Regions from separate parts of the Zea mays genome. Here regions 2 and 3 are each linked to region 1. Evidence: chromatin contacts called from public Hi-C data. All regions are on one chromosome and are shown on one strand. The core of a region is the stretch at or near the end of the contact, and the rest is flanking DNA. Distances in the headings are between cores, read along the strand shown. Region 1 has its middle 29 kb from the start of LOC103646839. Region 2 holds the start of LOC100275862. Region 3 has its middle 87 kb from the start of LOC100275862.

Region 1 (5,066 bases), core at 1,362-3,861:
TTTGCTACCGGTGTGGTAAGTTCGGTCATTATATTTATAAATGTCCATATGCATGTGATAGTTACACGGACGATGGCAAGAAGGGGAAGAAGAAGACGGAGAAGAAGTACTACCACAAGAAGAAGAAGGGTGGTGGGGCGCACATGGGAAAGGAGTGGGACTCCGACGAGATCTCTAACGACTCCTCCTCCAATGAGGATGCCTCCAACATTGCCATCAACAAGGGTGTCCTCTTCCCCAATGTCGTCCACAAGTGTCTCATGGCCAAAGAGGGCAAAAAGAAGAAGGTATACTCTAGAGACACCCCAAATATACTACTTTCGATGATGAGGGTAGCCCTAGTGAAAAGAATGATGATTTGTCTTCTCTTTTTGCAAACCTTACCATAGATGTGACAGCTCTCCCAAGTTATCAGAGCCACATGCACTAATCCTTGCCTTAATGGCCTCAGATATCAATGCATGTGTACTAGGTAACTTAACAAGGCTATCGAGTTCATAAACTTGAACTCATCATCCTAAGGACCTCCCACATAACAGGCATATTACAGTAATCACATTTGATACACACACATTGGAGATAGAGCGGAAGACTTTTATAAAATACACCTTACATTGCAGAACTCAAGTTTTACAACATAAAAGGGATTGAAATTATTGCAAGTCCTGATAGTCTTCAAAGTGTATAACTTAACTATAGTACTTGGGAAGGTGAAGCCTTTCCAAAAGAGATACACATAAGTAATCTAAGCTTCAAGGCCTCCACAAGAAGCTACTAATAAAGCCAAAGGCATCAAAAGTCTTTCCTACAACAACATAGGGAATAAAATCCTGAGTAGGCAATTACTCAGCAAGACTTACCCGACTAAGGAAAAGACTCTCAAGGGCATGCTAGCTTTTGGGAATCAAGGGAAAAGTTCATCAATTATCAAGGACTCCCTTTTGCATAAAATCTTACTAATAATGGATCCTTAAGCCAAGTTTTATTTCACAAGTTAGGTCATTACCTGAATCTTCTAACCTGTCTCTAGAGTTTCCTAATCTAGATCATTCACATGGCCTACACAAGATTTCTTTTAACCAAAACTTTGTTATACTTGTTATCTACGATGTAGAGCAGTCTTCAAGACCAACAAATAACGGCGATTAGAATCGATTAATACCTAGCTTGGGATCTCCAACCACACGACATATATAGCACTTAACCCTTGCATATGTCTACCCTTCCCATGGGTCATCCACTATGTGAACCGGTCCGCGCCACCTAAGAGTACGGTACTCCACCATCCAGCCACGTGCCAGGAGGGTACACGCCACTCCTGCCATCTCTCCACTCCCAGTGCGCGATTATCTTTTCACATATGGAGTAGTCGGGTTCAGGCTTACCCATGACGAGGTATGTGGCCAGCTAAAAAGTTCTCGATCAATAGGCATACAATCGGTACGGTCCTTAATCGACACAGACGGGCGACCTCTCCAGCTCAATGTGTGGTGTCGTTTTAAACTATTTCAAAACTTTGGCGCCTAATAGAGGGGCCATGCTTCAATAATGAATTCATCATCGCGATTTGATGCCTTCATTATCCAAGCTCATTTTATTTGTAAAAATATGAGTCATAGATCAAAAACATTTTTCTTATTCTATCAGCATGACTAAGCATCACTAGTTTTTATAAACAGGTAATAAGGTATGGCAATCAACCTTTCAAGGATGGTAATGTACCAAGTGTTTAATCAATCAACTCCTATCACCTAATGCAGCATATAAGTGATAATTTTTTATAAATACAAGGAAGGTGGCAAATGCAACGGGGGCTTGCCTTATTGCAGGGGAAGATCCTAAAATCCTGCTATTATGATAATTAGTTATAGGGAATGGCACCACTAGATAGTAAGCTCCATCTTCAAACACCACTTCTTCTACATGTTCTACAAGTCAATTACAAATACATGAATGTTTATATAATGGTACTCCATGCAAACTCTCACAAGGGAGAGGTGGAGCACATAAACACAACAAAACCAAGCATATGACAAGTATACCCACATTCTTATATAGTCTAACACTACATGCGAAGGACCAAACTGAAGTTACTTAGAAAAAACCAGAGAACTAAACAAACTTAAGTCTACCAAGGTTGTTACCCAACAATTTATAGATTCAAACTCCTTTTAAACATATATTAACACTAGATTTGTGAATTTAAATATTGCTATTTAGCTATTTCAAGGTTTTTTGGGCAAACCAATCCCAAACTGGTTCAAATTTTTACCAAGGGCTAATGTTGTGTTAAATAGTTTCCCCCACCAATTTTCATAATTTTTGGAGATTTAGTTTTACTACTAAAATTCATTTAATCCTTTTAAGAGCATCTTTTAGTTAGCCAAAATTTACTATTTGTTGTAAAAATTCCAAAATTAATTGTAACAGAAACTACACCATTTAATGAACCCCACAAATTTGTTTCACATTTTTCCAATTTTTCTACAATTTTTAACCTAGTTTACAAGTTATCAGTTAATTAATAAAGAAATTTCATAATAGACTGGGCCAAAATTCGCCCAGCCAGCCCAATTACCAGGAACAAAAGCTGCGCTGACAACCCAGGTTCCAGAACTCGTGTGCGTTCGCGCTGCTTTCCCCGCGTACGCCGGCGGCGGCGCTGCGTCTACTTCGACGCCGACACGGCTCCACCACTAACCCGCTGCACTAGCAAAACATATGGAGAGCGCATGGAGCTCACCGCGAAGCAAATCGGGACTTGAACCTACTCGCTACCGATTTGGACCTGGAACGCGACGGCGAGGTGAGGTGGCCACGGACAGGGTTCGCCAACGATCCGGCGGCGTTCAAACGAAAAGCTTCATGAACTTGATTGTCATAAGGGGGTGAGGGAACATGAACATAACAAACAAGCATCACCTTGGAAAGCCTTGGTCACGGCGGGGTGGGAACATTGGTCGGCGTGGTCACCAGGATGGGGAACAGCGACGACAACGACAAAAATATAAGAAAGAAATTACGAGCACGAAGAACATGTTCGTAAGACCTAAATGTTCGTCAATCTAAATGTCCGTCGACGATGCGGGGCGAGTTCAGGCAGGGAGAACAGCACAGCAAAGCTCTTACGAGCACGAAGATAGAGAGGGATAAAGGACTCGCTGGTTTAGGATCAGGGGCATGAGAAGACAGGAAGAACAATACTACACTGGTGGCCACGGTAACAGAAATAAGAACGGTGACAAGCAGTGTCTGTCCATCTCACTATGCACACACCGAGGGTTAGGAGTTGCATGAAACAGGACACGCAGTGTCTGTCCATCTCACTATGCAGGACTCATATTATAGCAGGACAGCAACTGTCTGATAAGTTATAAACTTCCTTAGGCTTAGATATTTGGAACTCAAGGTCTATCCTTACATCCCCACAGACACCCTCACATATCCACAACACCACAGGCCAAAACTAACCGCCATCAACTGTGCATAAAGATCTGGCTTATAGTTAAAAATCCACACTGAAGTTTATCGAGTCCAACATTCTACTGCCCACCTGAACCAGGTCGACCAAGCCTAACCAATTATGATCACAAAACAAACCTCTACCACCTTGCTATGGAATCTCAGAGCTAAAAGCACCCAGGTCAAAAGTTACAATGCCCCAAAGTTCCTTCCAATACACTGAATTTTCTACTTCGGCTACCTGAACACATGAACCTGACAGGATCAATTTGGAGCAAATTTTCTCCCAATTTTCAATAATAATAGGCTGACCTTAGGTAACAAAATTTGCTCACAAAACATACCTCTACAAACTTTCTGCAGCAACCCTAGGTCAAATAATCATGGATCAAGAGTTATAGTGCTTCAAAGTAAGGTGAAAATACTGATATTCAGATTCAGCTAACTAAACCAAAAGCTGAACCCACACCTAACAGAGAGAGTTTGAGCGCAATTTACTCCAAATTTAGTGCAGCACCAAATCAAACTTATTTAAGAAAACTTGTTCACTTTTGTATGATTTTCCTATAGAAACCATAGTTCATAACTCCATGGATTAGCCACAAGAAAGCTCCAAAGTTGAGTAAAACTCATGAAATTCAGTTTTAGGTAACTGAATCAAGTCTGAAATCAAAGTCTGACAGCGTGTTTTGGGCACCAATTCCTCCCAGTTCCAATTAGCTTTAGGGGCATGACCCTTACTAAGATTTACTCCCCTAGAATTAGTATCCAAGTTTGCTACAATAACTACAGTGTAAAGGCACATGGATTGATCACCAAGGAGCTTCAAACTTAGCACTTTTTACTGAAATTCAGTTTTCAATCAGCCAGTCTGAAATCCAAACCTGTCAGCCCACATTGGACCACTTTTTTCCTAGTTGCATATGGTTTTAGGGCTACCACATTTAGTAAAGGTTGTTCTCCTATAATACCTCTACAAGTTTGTTATAGCAACGTTTTACTAAAGACTCATGGATCACAAGATACATAAGTCCAAAGTCAGCTAAACAAAACTATTTTGTGCTAAATCCAAATTGCCCCAATTCTGAACTTTTGCAAATTACTCCATACTTTTCCACACAACTTGGAAATCTCCAACTAAGAAAGTTGTTCACTTTTCCAAGATCTATAACTTTGGTATATGGACTTTTAGCAAATTCTCACTAGATTTTAAATTCCAATTTTGGGGCTAGTTTAGGATTTCAATTGGGAATGCTTTTCTCCAACAACCTTTCAACTTTAATCCATCACTTAAAAGTAAAGCTACTCTTTAATCTAAGATCCAACTTTGGTATATAGAGCTCATGTCCATAGTGCCACTAGTTTAGAAGTTGGCTGCTTATACTTGATTGCAAACGGGGTTTTTGAACTTCTCTGACTCACAACAACACAACACAACACACTACATTTGTTTTGAAATTTTGGGCCTAGTAATGCACTCTAGGTGTATCAAATAAGATGATGTTGATGCATATGATGAGATGCCAAGGTTTTAGTTCTTGTAACACCAGGGGTGTTACATCCTTCCCCCCTAAAAAGGAATCTCGTCTCGAGATTAAAACACT
Region 2 (5,066 bases), core at 1,628-4,127, 360 kb after region 1:
GAAAAAACATTGTTGTCCTAATACTCTGTGTTAAACGGCATCAAACTGTTTCCTATTCTGTTTGATCTTGGCTGACCACGAGTTAGCGAGTTCCAACAGTTTATATAAATTAAAATCAACTGAGAAATATAATTTTACGCGTCTAATCTCATAAATCTTTGAAAGTTATATCTTTTCAACTGTAGCTCTGTTTTTCATGCTTCTTTCTCTCGTGTGACCATAGCGTCGAACCCTATTCTTTGGCGTGCGTTTTTATTATCTTTTCCTTTGGTTGGTGTAATGTTCTTATGCATGTATGTTTGTTTGCTTGTGCCTATTCATGTTAGACGTGTATTGCAAATAGAACGTGATCTGTTCTCGAGCCTCGAGGAATTGATGATGAAGTTTTGATGACCAAGAGATCACGATCTTCAAGATATACAAAATTGAAGAACCTGAGCATTGTGTTTTGAAAACAAGGTAAGAGTCCTCTAACCTACTTATGTCATATTCACATGAGAAATTACATTCCCGCACAACATGGTTCAACCTAAGGACTGACTAGCTTTGTATTCACCCTGTCCTTGTTTACCTTTTGGGTTGGGCTGTTGTTGAGTTTGGAGCGCAGGTACCTAAGGTGGGGGATGAGGGCAACGACTCGGACGAGGTCGCCCAAATTAGGCACTTTAACTCCCAAGCCACAACTATACTCCTTGCCTCCTTGTGTCGAGAGGAGTATAATAAGGTGCAAGTAGATCTGGGCATAAAACCCGAGCCCAAAGCTTGTTATCCGAAATACCCAAACCCGTACCCGTTTAGCCCGAAGCCCATTACCCGAACAGATCCAGCGGGTAACGAAATTAAATACCCGAATTGAGTTTGGGCCTAATCGGGTATTAACCCGTGGTACCCGAAGTACCCAATCTACCCGAATTACCCATAGAACCGTCCAGGCAAGGCAAGTAGGCAACCAGCCAACCAGGCAGCAAGCACATCGTGGAAGGTAGTTTATTTGTAGAACATCACGCAAGCACATCACGCAAGCACATCACTGTGCTCGTCTCAAGACACAAGAGCTACATCTGTTGACAGGCCTGACTACGCTGGTGTCGCTGAACGTGTCCAACTCCTGGGTCTCCGACTCTGTTATGTGTTATGTGATTGTGTGAGAGCAAATATTGTTTCACTGTTGAATACTAAATATTGTTTCACTATTTCACTGTTGAATATTAAATCTTGCTCTCTTGAATATTAAATATTCTACTCTACTACTGCTGAATATTGTTTCACTGTTTCGGGTAGTTTGATACTACCTGAACCCGTACCCGAAATTATGGGTACCCGGAATTATGGGTACCCGAAATTATGGGTACGGGTTGGGGTATAGATGTTAGATACCCGAAATATAAAACCCCCAAAAGCCCGACCCGAAATAACGGGTAAACCCGAACGCCCAGCTCTAGGCGCAAGGGTTAAAGAGTGCCAAAGAAATTTGGAACGTCCTCAAGACGGTGCACGAAGGGGACGAGGTGACCAAGATCACCAAGCACGAGACGATCGAGGGAGAACTCGATCGATTCGTCCTCACCTCTGACTCTGCGGCTCTAACTCTACGCACACTGTTGTTCACAGCGGCTTTTGCAGTTGACCGTTGGAGTGAGTAGCTGATGCTCTGCTTGCACACCGGACAGTCCGGTGGCACACTGGACAATCCGGTGAATTATAGCGGAGCGTGGCTCAGTTTTCCTAAGAGTGGCTGGTTCATCTTCGTACGGACATGGTGCACCGGACACTGTCCGGTGGCACACCGGACAGTCCGGTGCGCCAGACCACAGCACACTCAAGTCTTTGCTCCGGTTCATTTTAGTCCCTAACTTGAATCTTTTATTAGTTTATGTTGAACCTTATGCACCTGTAATACATGAGTTCTTAGAGCGAACTAGTTAGTCCATATATTTGTGTTGGACATTCAACCACCAAAATTAATCGTAGGGAAAAGTTAACCCTATTTCCCTTTCAATAAGGAAGCGGTGTTTACAAGTTTGCAGGTTGAAGACGAGGTATGAAATGTGATTTATTTTTGCTAATCTTGGTCACAGTTGTGAAGCTTCTTAGGGAGGAAAATGAAAACTTGAATCTAGTTAGTTGAATGCACAAATGGGGGGGGGGGTGATTTGCTCCATGCTCAGTGTGAACAAAAGTACGATCAAAGCCGATAGTTTGGCTACCTTTCTGGAGGAATAATCTTTAATCACTGGCCCATGGCCCTGTAACAGTATTTCTCTAACCTTTTAAAATCAACATGGCAACATAGACTCTCCCCTACTAACCAAATTACAGATTTTGTATTGGCAATGCCATTTGGATGTGAAAAGGAACCTTCTTGGGTTTTGTATAAATGTCTATAATAATGGCAAAGCTACAAATGAATATGATTCTCCTTCACAAGAATCCATGAAATATAGCTTGTCATTATAATATTTGTCCTCTTGGAACATATTGTATAATTATGTGTATATGTGCATTGGTTGATCAGGAACCTTATGTTCTCCATGAATGTAGAATAGGAAATTGAAGATAACCTAGAAGGGTACAACTTTTTTTTCATTAGGTGATTAAGATTATGAAAATTCAAGCCGTGCCCTATGTCTATAACTCTATCGTTTTGATTAAAATTATTGCATTTTGGATTTATGGTTCCGTTAGTATGGGCACCTTACTAATACTAATGTAGAATAGTAGACGATTTGAATGAAATTCTCGTTGCGTTATTGGCCCGGCTATGCAACTGGGCTCAATGCAAAATTAAACGTGGGCTCTGAAGGAGAAAAGTAGCCCACCTAACTATTCCGGACCATCCCTACCCAATAGGCCACCATCATCACCGCTGCGGCCGTGCGTGGAGGCGTGAGGCCGATCAAATCGGCGGCGAATCCCCAACCCTAGCAGCAGTGGGCGGCCGGACCGGGACGGGCGGTAGACGGCTCCAGCACGCAACGCTGACAGGTTTGGCCGTGCGAGGCGCGAGGGCTAGACAGGTGTCGCGGCGCCAGGCATCCAGTTCCAGGGCTGCGTGGGCTCGACCAGAGCGAGTCTGCAATCCGCCCGTCCTTGTCCCCGTCGGCGGCCGTTCACCAGTGTCAGGTGCGGAGGTGACAACATTTCTGAAAGAAGTAAGCAAGCACTAGGTATAAAACTTCAGCGTCCTGTTAACTCTTGTTTTGGTATCGTTTTAGATTTACATTTTGGTATGAACAATTTGCTCCCAATTTCAAAGATTGCCACTTCCAAATATACCAATTATTGTTCAAACACATGGGGCTAACAGATGACTTGAGATTTTAATCACAACATAAGCCTATTTGTCTAGTGCAACTGCAGCAGGGCACATAGTTTTTACAGGATTGATGCAGCTTTCGTAGAATGTTTGTAGTTGAGCTGCACCTGTCACCTGCACTATTCATGGTAGCTGTTTTGACAATGAGTTGGAACTCGCTAACTCGCGGTTAGCCAACCTCAAACAGTGGGAGAATAGGAAACAGTTTGATGTCGCTTAAGACAGAGTATTAGGGCAACAATGTTTTTCTGTCCCCCGCAATGGTACTATATGGGAGTATTTATAGGTAACCGAGGGTTGGCCCTGCCTCGTCAAAGACGATTGTACCCTCGGTTACCTAAGTTATCTCCGGAATATTCTCCCTTGGGGGTTACAGCGGGTCATTACAGCGTAATTAATTACAAGCATGGGCTGATCCACTAACAGCCCTACCCGCGTGACGGTCTGCAGGCTAGATCTCACAGTGTGGGCCAACTATACATGGGCCCCCCCTATTACAATTGGCGGTAGATCGCAGCACATGGTCTTCGCAGTCTAGATTCTTTGCCAATGGAATTATTGATGGTCTTCGCTCTTGCCCGTTCTGGCGAAAGTAGCGCCCGAGTCTTCGCCCGGACTCTTCATGCTCTTCGAAGCGCGGTCGCTCTTCAGGCCTTTGCGCCCTCCAGTCCTTAACCCGTTCGACATTGTGATCTTTCGAGCGAGGGGGCGTTGAGCCTTCGCTCCAACATTTGTCCTCCGAGGGACCAGTTCGACTAAATCAGCTGGTGCCGAAGTCTGTCGTAAGATGGCGAAAATGTTGCCCTCGCTCGAAGTGGTTGCGCGGGATTTTTTGAAATGTGACCGTTGATGAGACGTTTTACTGTAGGACTGTTGAGTTCCTGAGGCACTGTCCCTGGCCTATAAAAGCTGGGCGCGGGCTGGAACTTTTCACCCGTTTGAGCGTGTGCTGAAGAAACCCTAGCACTTTCCTCCGCTTGCTTGCCCTCTTCTGCTCTCGCTCTGCCGGAGATCTAGCCCGTGTTAAGCAGACTGCCCGCCGCCGCCGATGGTACGTCACCATGCCGTCTTCTTCCTCGTCGTCGTCTGCCGCGACCGCATCCTTGACCGCGTCGTCGTCTGAGAAGACGATTAGCGACCCGGCGGCAGTTGTGGACCTGCAGCCCGGGCATACGGTTGAGTTCGGGACCTCGAGGATTTACTCGGGCCGCGTGCTAGAGATGCAGCAGCTGGGTTATTTTGGAAACAGAGTTGGGCGGGCTCTAGGGGCTGAAGATGTCCCTGAGCCAGAAGGGGAGTTGGTTGTTTTTGAGGCTTTTTTGCCGCTAGACTTCGTTTGCCGGCACATTGGTTTGTAGTCGAGGTTTTGCGGAGGTTTGGGGTGCAAATCCATCAACTGATACCGAACGCAATGGCTGCACTGGCGAAGTATGTGTGGGCTGTGTTCTCATACGGTGGAGAGCCGCCTGTTGAGGTCTTCACAAAAAAATATTGTCTGCACTGGCAGAAGAGTAAGATAGGTGGCTTGATTGCTCAGTTGGGTTCTTGCACCTTCACGCCGAGGACCGGGAAGACTTCGGCTGAAGTGGTTGAGATTGTACCATGTGCGAAGAATAAGTGGGGTAACTGGTGGTATCTCTGGTTTTATGTGGCGCCTGGCGACGTCGAAGGGTTACCTAGTTTGCCCCCTGCTATTTTGTGCTCCCATTGTTATGACGTGTTTCCACAGTTCAAGGTGGCGAAATGGGAT
Region 3 (5,066 bases), core at 1,333-3,832, 270 kb after region 1:
CCCATAGTACTCACCCCCACGATCTGATCGGACAATCTTTATCTTCAAATCGTGTTGATTTTCTACTTCAGCCTTGAACTGTTTAAACTTGTCTAAAGCTTCTGATCTTTCCTTAATGGGATAAATATAACCGTAGCGAGAGTAGTCATCTGTGAAGGTTATGAACGAATTAAACCCATCTACTGTCCTAACTGGAAAAGGACCACAGATATCTGTATGAATAATTTCTAACACTCTCGTACTATGCTTAGCATCTTTCTTAATCTGCTTCGCAAATTTACCCTTAATGCAATCTCTGCATTGCTCTAAGTCTGTGAAGTCTAGGGGATGGAGAATCTGTTCCTTAACAAGACTTTCTATTAATATTTAGGACATCTGAAATAAATACTGAATCATAGAAAATGCATGAATTAAATATTCAACGTTGGTCAAATAATAATCATGTCATATCTATGAAAATTTCTGATCACAAAATTTCTAAAACCATCGTTGGATGATCTAGAAAACATAAACTTGTAATAAATTGTGGTAACAATATCCAACGTTGGTTAAAATATTCAATAACCACAAAATTTTCTGAATTCTATGCAATTTAAACAATAATCAATCCACGTTGGTTTCATAATTAACTGGAAAAAATTGCATAAAATATAAATAAAAGTATCAAAGTACGCAGCGGAATAAAAATAGTCCGTAAATATCTCTGAAATTTTCTATAACTGAGAAAAAAAATATTCTGAATTTTCTTCACTATTTTCTTATTTCTTTGCTGTTCTCTAATTCCAGAAAAAAAATCGCTGGATAAAAAAAATGCCAAAATGGCCTTGATCGGCCACACGGCCAGGCCCAGCAAGGCTTCTAAGCCGCTGGAGTGGAGGTGTTGTTTGTTTTGGCCTAGTCATGATTAGGGTTAGGTTATTAAACCCTAACCCTAAAACATTGATCTGTTTTACTATCTCGGATTTCCTGGGTTTGGCCGAGACCAAGTCTCTGACAGTGGCCTAAAACCCTAGATTTAGGTTAGGTTAAAACCCTAACCCGAGAGATCTAAAATTCTTTTAATCTATTCTAAACTCTCTGTTCTCGGGTGATGAATGATGATAAATAAATGAGTTCATCACATATATCTGAGACCTTTCTGTGATCTCATAAAACGATGCGGATTAGGAGATCTAGGGTTCTTAGGTGGCTTTGATACCATTGTTAGGGATTGCTGGTGCTTAGGATCGTTTCCTAAGTCCCTAGAATACCAATCCGTGTCTAAAATACCTCGATGATGAGTAGATCTATTCTACTGAGGGGTACATGTATACATACCGTCGTTGTTGTTCCTAGCCATCATTGCGGCGGCGTCTTGCAGCGAAGACCCGCCTCCTGCTTCTTGTCGATCTCCCTGCTAGTGTCGAGGAGATTGATTTCCGTCGTTGATCGGCGGTGGATCAGCTCCTCCAATGTTGCCTGCAGGGGGAATCTCAGATCCCGATGGGATAACGGGGATCTGAGACATAGTCATAGCGATTCCAGTCACTCCGAGCGCCTAGGGGATCGGTTCCTCTCAAAGTGTCGATTAGGGTTTGTGGTCGAGCGATTAGCGTTGGCTAAACCCGTCGGCCCCCTTAATCTATTTATATGGCGTCGTGTGACCGGGGGCTGCAACCAACGGTTAGGATAGCCCCCGATCAGGGGCGCGGTTAGACGGTTAGGATTAACCCTACCCTGGTTACTGTTAACCGGCTAGTGTAGAGGACACATCCTAACACACGCAACACCGGCGTTCCGTGTTTCCAGCAGCCCATCGCCAAGGCCCACAGCCCCCCGCGAGTACGCCCAGAGAATGCCAGGAATCACCTGTGGCCAAGCGGCGAGGTCCACGCGAGTTGACCACGACGGCCATCTTCTCGGTGCGGCAATGCACATGGGATTGACTACAGCAGCGGCGGCGCGGTGGAGTTCCCCGGCCATGGAAAATCGACGAAGCGCCCATGGCAGCGAGCGCGGCTGGGTTCATGGTGGCGCCAACAGTGGAGAACCACGGCGGCGGTCGCGGTCGGGTTACCGATACACGCGTCCAGGCATCTCGGTTGCGGGGAGCCTCGATGGGACCCCAGATGAGCACGTGGACCGGTCATGGGATGGTCCATGGAGTAGATAGGGGTGCAGGGAAAATAACGGCAGGCGCTAGAGGGTAGCAGGGACGCGGGCGTGGTGGAGCATCGTCGGCTGGCGAGGGGCCATGGGGACGCAGGGATTGGGACCTATATGCACCGCAGAGAGGCCGCAACGATCCAAGCGGATTAACAGGGAGTTGGTCACGACCGTGTTGATTGCGCCCAAGCTGCGGCCAAGGCAAAGCTAGAGGCGGTTAGCTAGGGGCGCGCGATTTGGGCGAGCCCGGAGCTGCCCGCGAGTTCTGCGGACGGTTGAGTGGGGCATGGCCGACTGGCCGAGATTCCAGGCAGACCAGGTGAGGCAAGCGTGTCTGTTAGCGAGAAAGCAGGGAAAGAGGATGAAACTGACAAGGCATGCTGGATTGTCAGAGATAGATTAAATCCATGCGTGATAGCAGGTACTGGCCGATAGGGCCGTGAGGCAGTGGCTGAGCACGCATGTGAGGAGGGGTTGGCTTCGTGGGCTGCGCGGAAGGGAGTTAGTGGGCCGCGCGCAAGAAAAGGAAATGGGCCGAGACAGGTGAGGGTTTCCCCAAGCGCAAGAAATCCTTCCTTTTCTTTTCTATTTTCTTCTCAATTTCTAATTTTCCCATTTCATTCTCTTTTGATTTACAAATTTAAAATCCAAATCCACGATAAAGTTTAGGAATTCAAATTTTTATTACATACTCAAAATCAATTATGAAGTCATAGGTATGTATTTATTTTAATTGATTTATAGATGTTTGAAATATGAGAAACACTCATATTGTTTTCTCTTTTTTTAGAAAAATAGTATTTTGAATGTGGGTAAGAAGTAAAAGTCACTTCAAAATTAAATATTCTTGTAAATAAATGCTTATGGTGCATCATTTAATGAAATGAATAATCATCTAGTAGTTGAACTGAAAACCTTTATATTACATCTTTTAAAAAAAATAGTTCTTGGTTTCAAAATTCAGTCCTCAAATTTCAACACTCAAGTATAATTTGAGATTTCTGTATTTGCTATTTTATTTCTTCGTGTATTTATTTTATTATTAATTTTTTTTCTTATACCAATTTTGGGACTTACACGGAGCCAAAGTGTTTTCCAAAATAGACCTTCGCTCCAGCTATCATCAGATCAAGATACGAGCAAGTGATAGACTGCCTTCTCAACCAGATATGGGTTGTATGAGTATTTGGTGATGTCGTTTGGGCTGACTAATGCTCCATCATACTTCATGTATCTGATGAATTTTTTCTTCATGCCTGAACTGGACAAGTTCGTGGTGGTTTTCATCGATGATATATTGGTGTACTCAAAGAACGAAGAAGAGCATGCCGGTCATCTGCATGTAGTGCTCCAACGTCTGCGAGAGCACCGTCTTTATGCCAAACTATCCAAATGTGATTTTTGGCTAAAGGAAATCAAATTCTTGGGTCACACTATCTCTCAATCTGGCATAGCTGTTGATCCAGATAAAGTGCAAGAAGTGATGAACTGGAAGCCGCCAACAACTGTCTGTCAGATTCGAAGTTTTCTAGGATTGGCTGGTTATTATCGAAGATTCATCCTAGACTTCTCTTGAATTATGAAGCCCATGACTAAATTGTTGAAGAAGGGAGCCAAGTTTGACTGGGGTCAGAAGTGTGAAGACGCTTTCCACATCTTGAGGCAGCATCTGACCACAGCACCGGTGTTAGTGCAACCCGACAACGCCAAGCCATTTGATGTATACTGTGATGCCTCTGGCACTGGACTGGGTTGTGTTTTGATGCAAGACAACCGGGTCATTGCCTACGCATCCAGGGCACTCAGGCCTCACGAGCAAAATTATCCGACTCATGACTTGGAATTAGCAGTCGTGGTTCATGCATTGAAGATGTGGAGACACTATTTGATGGGAACCCACTGCAACATCTTCACAGATCATAAGAGCCTCAAGTATATCTTTACTCAGGCTGATCTTAACATGAGGTAGAGAAGATGGCTAGAGCTGATCAAGGAATACGACCTGGAGGTACACTACCACCTAATGTGGTAGCTGATGCCTTGAGTCGGAAGTCACAATCTAACTGTGTTATGATGGATTCTCTCATCAACACCCTGTGTGATGAGTTGAGCAAAATGAAGATTGAAGTGATTCCTTCTGGTGCTTTGTCTCACATTTCCATTGAGCCAACTTTGCGAGACCAGATAATCATGGCCCAACTCAGTGACAAGGGAGTGCAAATCATTAAGGAGAACCTCCATCAGAAGACAGAGAAGTATAAGTGTTTCCGCCAAGATGGGAAGGGTATATTGTGGTTTGGAAGCAGATTGGTGGTTTCTAAAAACAAGGATCTCAAGAAGAAAATCTTGGATGAGGCTCATCTCTCCAAATTCTCTATGCATCCGAGAAGCACCAAGATGCACCATGATCTGAAACCCTTGTATTGGTGGACCAGAATGAAGAGGGAAATAGCTCGATACGTATCAGAATGTGACACCTGTCAGAGGATAAAGACAAGCCACTTAAAATCAGCTGGTGCCTTGCAGCCCCTGTGACGCCCCAGTGTCACTTAGGGTTTCTCTCAATTGCTAACCCAAGAATCAACATTTGATGTGAGCCAAATTAAGCATGAAGCATCAAATTAACTTAAGAATAAAAGATCCACTAAGTTTATATCTAAAGGAATCATGTTCAAAACAAATGAGATTTTCAAAAGAGCAAAATGTTGAAACCCTAATACCAAACCTAATTGAGCTCTTTAAGTAGAATTGAAGAAAAGGGGCAAAAGACTATGAAAAATATAAAATCATGGCTTAGGCCAAATATAAACATTGAAGTATACTAAATAAGCTACAATAAAGATTATGAAAGCTTGTCCAAAATAGTTTAATAAAAACTCCAAACAAGCTTCTCAAGTGGGGATTCAATGGGAATTTCTGAA

The links. Hi-C and Micro-C count contacts between places; a contact is called where the count stands out from the background.
Region 2: a contact with region 1 is called in a Hi-C map of leaf, with 5 times the contacts expected there. The contact joins the promoter of LOC100275862 here to the enhancer-like site in region 1. A contact is called at or near these places in 2 of 25 Hi-C or Micro-C datasets (ear and leaf).
Region 3: a Hi-C map of leaf shows a contact between it and region 1, with 5 times the contacts expected there. The contact joins two enhancer-like sites. A contact is called at or near these places in 5 of 25 Hi-C or Micro-C datasets (bundle sheath, endosperm, leaf and 1 more).

The regions. Positions count from the first base shown.
Region 1 is chr2:111,567,381-111,572,446 of Zm-B73-REFERENCE-NAM-5.0, reverse strand. No RefSeq gene overlaps it. Among protein-coding and RNA genes, the nearest start is that of LOC103646839, 29 kb to the right of the region's middle. Within about 2 kb of position 2,611, at least 3 of the 20 cell types and tissues checked have an H3K27ac peak or open chromatin away from gene starts, as enhancers often do. A contact at or near this core is called in leaf, where this site is marked.
Region 2 is chr2:111,210,227-111,215,292 of Zm-B73-REFERENCE-NAM-5.0, reverse strand. LOC100275862 reads left to right here and starts at 2,877. Exons shown (of 3, transcript NM_001367829.1): 1 at 2,877-3,167.
Region 3 is chr2:111,297,142-111,302,207 of Zm-B73-REFERENCE-NAM-5.0, reverse strand. No RefSeq gene overlaps it. Among protein-coding and RNA genes, the nearest start is that of LOC100275862, 87 kb to the right of the region's middle. Within about 2 kb of position 2,582, at least 18 of the 20 cell types and tissues checked have an H3K27ac peak or open chromatin away from gene starts, as enhancers often do. A contact at or near this core is called in leaf, where this site is marked.